2 separate regions of the Mus musculus genome follow, and region 2 is linked to region 1. Evidence: chromatin contacts called from public HiChIP or PLAC-seq data. All regions are on one chromosome and are shown on one strand. The core of a region is the stretch at or near the end of the contact, and the rest is flanking DNA. Distances in the headings are between cores, read along the strand shown. Region 1 overlaps Cdk6 (cyclin-dependent kinase 6). Region 2 overlaps Cdk6 (cyclin-dependent kinase 6).

What was found. HiChIP or PLAC-seq counts read pairs in DNA pulled down with a chosen protein or histone mark.
Region 2: a BATF HiChIP or PLAC-seq map of CD8 T cells shows a contact between it and region 1, with 9 read pairs. The contact joins two enhancer-like sites. A contact is called at or near these places in 1 of 15 datasets of contacts at CTCF or cohesin (CD8 T cells), 1 of 484 Hi-C or Micro-C datasets (nephron progenitors) and 5 of 115 datasets of contacts at active chromatin or transcription factors (CD8 T cells, effector CD8 T cells, embryonic stem cells and 2 more).

Annotation. Positions count from the first base shown.
Region 1 is chr5:3,380,251-3,383,603 of GRCm38.p6, reverse strand. All of the region lies in intron 2 of Cdk6 (cyclin-dependent kinase 6), which reads right to left. Among named protein-coding and RNA genes, the nearest start is that of Gm29868, 31 kb to the left of the region's middle. Within about 2 kb of position 1,578, at least 65 of the 459 cell types and tissues checked have an H3K27ac peak or open chromatin away from gene starts, as enhancers often do. A contact at or near this core is called in CD8 T cells and effector CD8 T cells, where this site is marked.
Region 2 is chr5:3,459,471-3,462,823 of GRCm38.p6, reverse strand. The region is part of intron 4 of Cdk6 (cyclin-dependent kinase 6); the gene reads right to left. Among named protein-coding and RNA genes, the nearest start is that of Gm29868, 48 kb to the right of the region's middle. Within about 2 kb of position 1,568, at least 79 of the 459 cell types and tissues checked have an H3K27ac peak or open chromatin away from gene starts, as enhancers often do. A contact at or near this core is called in CD8 T cells and effector CD8 T cells, where this site is marked.

The sequences.
Region 1 (3,353 bases), core at 329-2,828:
ACGAACTGGGAATCCCCTAAACTGGGCAAGTTTACAAGATGTAATTCGCACTACAGTAAATGCTGAGAATAAAGCAAACAGTACAACTTCTGTGTATGGAAACATTCCTGAATATGACCAGTGAGAACGGGTGCAACAGCTAGATCACAAATCCGCTACTGAGGATGGTTCCGTGGTAGATGGGATTCTGGGATGCCTTCATCTTGCTTTGCTCATATTCACAATGAACCCTTCAAATGAACGTAGAACAACAGAATCCAGGGCTTCCCGGTGTCCTGCAGCAAGCACTAGCTGAGTCTCCCCATTACTGAATGCAGCTCTTCAAATCTGGCCTGCACCAGAGGCAGAGAAGAATCAGGTTGCAACCTCACTCAGGCTAACTGCATGTTATTTTTGTGGGGGAAGAAAGAAAAATGATATTTTAAAACAGAAACAAGAAAACTCCTAAAACCCCTAGTTTTTGCGTTGTAGGAAAAGACAATAGCAACAAGGACAGAAATAAGCTCTGAGTTACCCTATGGATCTTTAGGTCCAGAATTCCAGGACGGGGGGGGTGGGGGGGTGGGAGAGGGCAGCACCTAAGCAATGAGGAGTTGGTAAATTTGGCTGAGTCCAGAACTAATGCTTAACCGTTGTGAAAATTCAAAAGGAACATAAAGCTGCTTGTGCCAAAAGAAGAAGCCTGCCTGCCAGCTGCACCCTCCTTGGGTCAAGATTTGAATAAAGAATAATTCACCAACCACAGCTACAGCTCATCACTGCCTTATCGCTTGAAGTCTCTATCAAGCATGGCAAACTTTTTAGCTTACACAGATCTCCTTAAATGACAGTTAACTTCAACCACACAAAGCATCTGGGTCGAAATTCAGAACCCCAAACCCATGCACCCGGGGAGAAGGGGACCCCAGTCCAAGGCATCACAAGCAAGTGAAGAGTACAGAACAGCTAACTTTAAAAGCAGCTTTGACCTGGAAGCACCTGTCCATTTGCCTTTCATCATCTCCACTGCATTCAGTGCCGAATCTGACACGCAGTGAGTGTTCAGGAAATGGCAACTGAATGGATGGAAGTTTCAAAATGACAGCTCCGGACAAGGTCGGGGCAAAGCAGAAGAGAAGGTGCTCCGAGCCCCTAGCGAGCAAGCCTCTGTAACTGAGGCTGAAGCAAGGAGGCCAGAGCCGCCATCCTGCATTCATTGTGAAACTCTTACGTGTGTGTTCCCGGTTTGCCACCTAACTTGTACAGATTCTCACTGACATCTTAGTGTTCACACAGCAGCAGCCCTACAGGATGGTCCTTGTTTTTGACATGTGCCACCATTCATAAAGCCAAAAGGCAAAACCAAGAGAAATATCCATCAACTAATGGAGAAAGAAATGTATCACACCAGTGCATGGAATCTTACTTGGTAACAAAAAGAAATATAGATACATAATATGCTGGATAAACCTCGAAAAGATTCTGCTAAATGAAAGAATCCAGTCGTGAAAGTGGCGTGATTCCATTCGTATGAAGTGTAGAGAAACAGGCTGGACACAGAGTCAAAAATAGACTGAGATAGGATTGGAGCACAGAGGTTGCTGGGAGAAAAGGGAACAAACGCTTATGTCCACTTGGTTTCTTTTGAGAGGGATGAAAACATTCTAAATTTAGGTCATGGGGATAGTTACACAATCGTGGTAAACGAACTGGCATGATCACTAAACGACACACTTGCACAGGTGAACTTTATGGTGTTCACACTGTATCTTTATGAAGATGCTTAAATACAAGTCAAAACAAATAAGAGGAAAAGACCAGCAGAGAAAGGCTTTGTACAGTGTTGGGAGCAGATTTAAACTTCTGCTCTGTTACAAAAAAATTGAGAGTCAGCAATGTAGATCTCACGTGCTATCACCCCTGGTGTCTACACACATACACCAGACAACACACACACACACACTCCAGACACAATGCACACTCAACACACATACACACCAGACACAACACACACAGCAGACCACACACACACACTATACACATACTACACATACACACCAGACACAACACACACAAAAGACCACACACACACCAGACACAACACACATACATACACCAGACCACACATATCAGACATTACACACACACATACCACACATACATCATACACATACCAAACATACACACTAGACACAACACATGCACCAGACACAACACACACAAAAGACTGCATACCACACGTACACACCAGGCACATACATGCATACACACCACACATACATCATACATACACCACATACCATACAAACAAAATACACATAACACACATCACACACACATAAGGAGGGCAGACTGAGAAAAATGCTCAGAAAATACACACACACATAGAAAATTGAAAAGCTAAAGACTACTGGTCTCTTGCCCTCTTGTGCTTGCTCTTTGACTGGTTAGAAAAATGACACAGGGCAATTCACCAAAAAGGGCTTGAAAAAGATATTCTGGTTCCAAGAATAGAAGAGTTAAGAGGTATTTTTAAAAGTGAACAGCTTTGGCTTGAGTCACATACAGTGCGGAACATTCTGGATAACTGTCAACATTCAGTTCTCATTCCATTTCTGAACTGTAAAAGCCCCGTTTTCCAGCCTGGGCCTTTCTTGAGGAAAAACGATAGAGCAGCCAAAGCTAGGAAGCCACGTGTGATGAAGACTGTCTGCACAGTCTTAGGAGGATAAACAAGTCTGACTATGCCATACCCACCCCTAGACCGTGAGCCATGTTATCCCAGCCCGCACTAGTCCACTCAGGTACCTACGATTAGGCTCTCTCCAATACAGTAACCCTGCAAGTCGTCTCCTTTTAAGGAACAACGAATGACTATTAAATTGTAACATAAAAGAAATAAGCAAAAAAATCTAGTAACACTAACAGAAACAATCAGTGACGCAATATTCCAGGTTGTCCAACATGGGCTCACACCAGTGTGAGACCAGATGGTTTCTTTTGCTCTAATGATAAAACAGTACAGCATCTGCAGAGTGTTTTGAAAATGCCCCCCATTACTCAGGAATGCTAACTGGTAAGGATCTTTCTGTGTGTGTTCACACACACATACACACACACACACACACACACACACAACGTAGCTCTATGATACAGATCTACACTTACTGGGCAGAGAAGGCTTTCACAATGTCCTGCAAGCTTGGAAGAGTTTGTCCCATGTGATTCCATATATATAAACAGAACAGCACAGGATAAGTTATGTTGCTGTTAGTGCTTATCTTTGGGTGATAAAATTATGAAATACTGTTTTCTGATATTCCTTATCCATGCTGTCTACCAGGAGAGCTTACTTCATAAAACAATTTTTGAAG
Region 2 (3,353 bases), core at 319-2,818, 79 kb before region 1:
GATAAAGGAAAACATGCTTTAAGATTAGGGTGTCCCATGCTGCTCGTTTGGCAAGATTATAAAACTGCAGGCTGAGAAGGACTCAGATTACAGCACTAGGAATCTGAGACATGAACTATTTTCTGACAAGAACTGCTAAGTATCAGGATGGGCTTTTGTGGGATTTTAGACCTTCTATGAAGCTGCTTCTTCTTCTTCTTCTTCTTCTTCTTCTTCTTCTTCTTCTTCTTCTTCTTCTTCTTCTTCATCTTCTTCTTCCTCCCCTCTCCCTTCTCTCTTCTCCCTTCTCCTTCTTCTTGCCTTATCTCAGGGTACGGACAGGGGTAGGGAAAAGGGAAAGGAAATATCCGTGAAGCATGGCAGACATTAAAGTTCCATGTTGGGCTAACCAGCTCGTGCTGTATATAACCTCCAGTTTGATGTTTGATGAAGCACCATGGCCTGCTTCCAGCAACAGGGAAGGGCAGATGGACAGAGAGAGACATCTGAGAGCAAGGAGCTGGTGGCTGGCAGCGCCAGGAACAGAAGCAGGACTGGGACCTGTGACTCAGGTTCACTGTCACTATGCAAGTCACTGACTTCAGATCTTCCTTCCCTTTGGGGAAGGAGAAGGGTGCTGGGGACTAAACTCAGGCCTGCACACGTGCTAAGTTCTGTTATCAGACCTATTTTGATCCCCCCCCCTTTTGAGATAGAATCTTGGGTATGTAGCCCGGGCTAGCCTAGAACTTTCTATGTAGACCAGGCTGGACTAGAACTTGCAGCGATCCTTCTGCCCTGCCTCCAGAGTGCTGGGATTGCTGGCATGCACCATCACAGCTGGTTCAGTCGTTCCCTTTTAGGGTTTTTGTTTAATTATCACTTTTAAACAATGTGGTTTTTGTTTGTTCTGTTTTTGTTGTTACTGTTGTTGTTTTGTTTTTAAAGTCAATATTTCTAGAGCACTGTATGTTTATCAGAAAGCTGATGAGAACAAGGGATCTTCCTACGATACTTATATCCAAAAGGTTTTCACTAAAATGGTGTATGGATGAGCAAGGGTCCTGGAGAGAGGGGAAGGAAGAACTGCTTAGCCAAAATGCTCTGCACGGGGCTGGCAGCCTGCTACGCCAGGCGCGCTTCTCTTGGCCTTTTCTGTACCACTACCCTTCCACCCAACCTTGTTCTCCTTTTCCAGTCTTCTATCTCTGCAAATGAAATCACTAACCAGTTCCTCGAGTCAGGCTCTTCCTCAAACTCACCCCTCACCCAGTTACAGACTTGACAACACGGCAGCTCACAGAGGACTGGAGCTGGAGAAACAGGCGATGGAAGACACAGCTTGGAAGTCCAATTTGAAAGTTGCTTAAACAAGAAAAGGGCCTGATGTGTTATCTGTATATCCTTAGACTTTCAGGAAATACAGAAAGGAAAATTAAACAAACACGATCCTACACTTAACATTAACATATTTTTAGAATTTAAAATTATTCTCAGGTATCTTTTGTAAGCAGAGAGGAAGGAAGGACCACTGTAAAGGAATCCCTTAATAGATGACTGCAGAGTACGAGTTCTCTTACTGCTCAGGGGCTGCAACCCTTCTCTTGAAACCGTCTCGGTTTCTAGGAAGAACCACACGAATACCAAGGACTTTACAAAGCGTTTCTAAGTACATCCGCTATCAGGAGAGAGACCTGTGTGACAATAAAAGGCAGCAGAAGGTTTCTCACCTAGGCCGGGGCTAGCTGCAGCGTGCTTGGGGGCACTGTGGTTGCTGCATGCAAACACTGCTGGAAAGAAGAAGTACCAGCCCAAGGCCATGCTAAGCTCGGCTTTGACCTCAGAGCTAATTCAAAGGAAAGGCCTTTCCATTTACAAACATTTCAGAGAATACTGCTGCTTTCTAGAAATGTGTGGCAGGTAGTTTCCTTATCCTTAAGGCTGATGGGTGGAGACAGGATTACAGTGGTACCCAAGGAAACATGAAGACTGCAGAGAGCATTGTTTATCATCCAGGAGATGAAAAGGTCCCTTTAGTGATCACTGCAGATACTTAATATAGAGATGACCCTCATATGTGGCCAAAGTACAAGTAGGGCCTAGTGATAACCTCTCTGAAAGTCTTGTGGAACATTCTGAAACAACTAACAGTCCACTGCTCTGTATTCCCACACTATACCTCCCTCAGTTCTTGCTCTGATACCTGGTGTGACCACAAGAATCTACTTCTACCTCTGTGTTACTCCCACTGCGCCTAATTCTATAATGACACTGCTTACTTTCAGATCCCCAATCTTGCTGTGCGGCTGATTATCTGTTACTACAACACAGTAACCAAAATAATTGGGTTATAAGAGAAAAAGGTTTATTTGTGCCGCACAGCATTGAGGGATCTAGTCCATGATAGGTTGGCCCTTCTCGTCTGGGCTGGTGGTGAGGCGGTGTCATGGCAGGAACATGTGAAGCTGAAAGCTGCTCACAATGAGAACGGAGGAGCAAAAGGAACCTGAAGGTGGAAGGTGTCCTACCATCACTCTCAAGGGCATGCCCCAATAGACACCCCCTCCCCGCGACCTTCTAAAGGTCCCATAGCTTCCCACCTTGGGAGCCAGTCTTTAACACTCTACCTCTAGGGGTCTCTGAGGTTGCTACTATATTTAGCATATAGCAGTCACTAAAAAGCTGTCAGATATGTGATCAAGAAAAACATTTCTCCGAAAATGCTCCCCAACCCCAACAAATTCAAAATCAGACAAACAAAACCAAACAACAGCAGCCCTAGCAGCAGCAACAGCAAAAACAACAACAAAACCCGAAAAAGATCGGCAACACACCAAACCAGAGAGTGAAGAATAGTCTGTCTTGAGGTATTTATGAAGGTATAGAAAATGTTCTAGAGTCACAAATATGGCCCCCTAAATCAATTTTATTATCTCATCTTAAAAGAAAATCTCTTGTAGATAGGCTGTTAGAAGCAGCCTGTAGTCTCTGCTCTCAGGAGGCAGAGGCAGGAGGATTGCTAGAAGTCTGAACCTGGTCTGGTCTACACAGCCAGGTTTTGAGACCCTACCTCAGAAAACTAAACCAAATCAACCAAACAAAAGCCTCGTGTAAAGAAAAGAATTACATTTTATCCACTACTAGCATCAGTTCATGTATATATCTGTATGTATATCCACCTAAGATCTTAATCTCTTGAGTTATTTTTAGGCATACACAACTCTTCACATGGACAAGATATTTACATGTAATTCTAACCTATGAAACCAAGTCTTAGAACAAGGTGTCTGGAATTTACATCACCACAGAACTACTCAAGGTACCCTTGTCCTCTTGGAATACGTTTTGCTTGGCTGTCATCTAAAGGATCATGC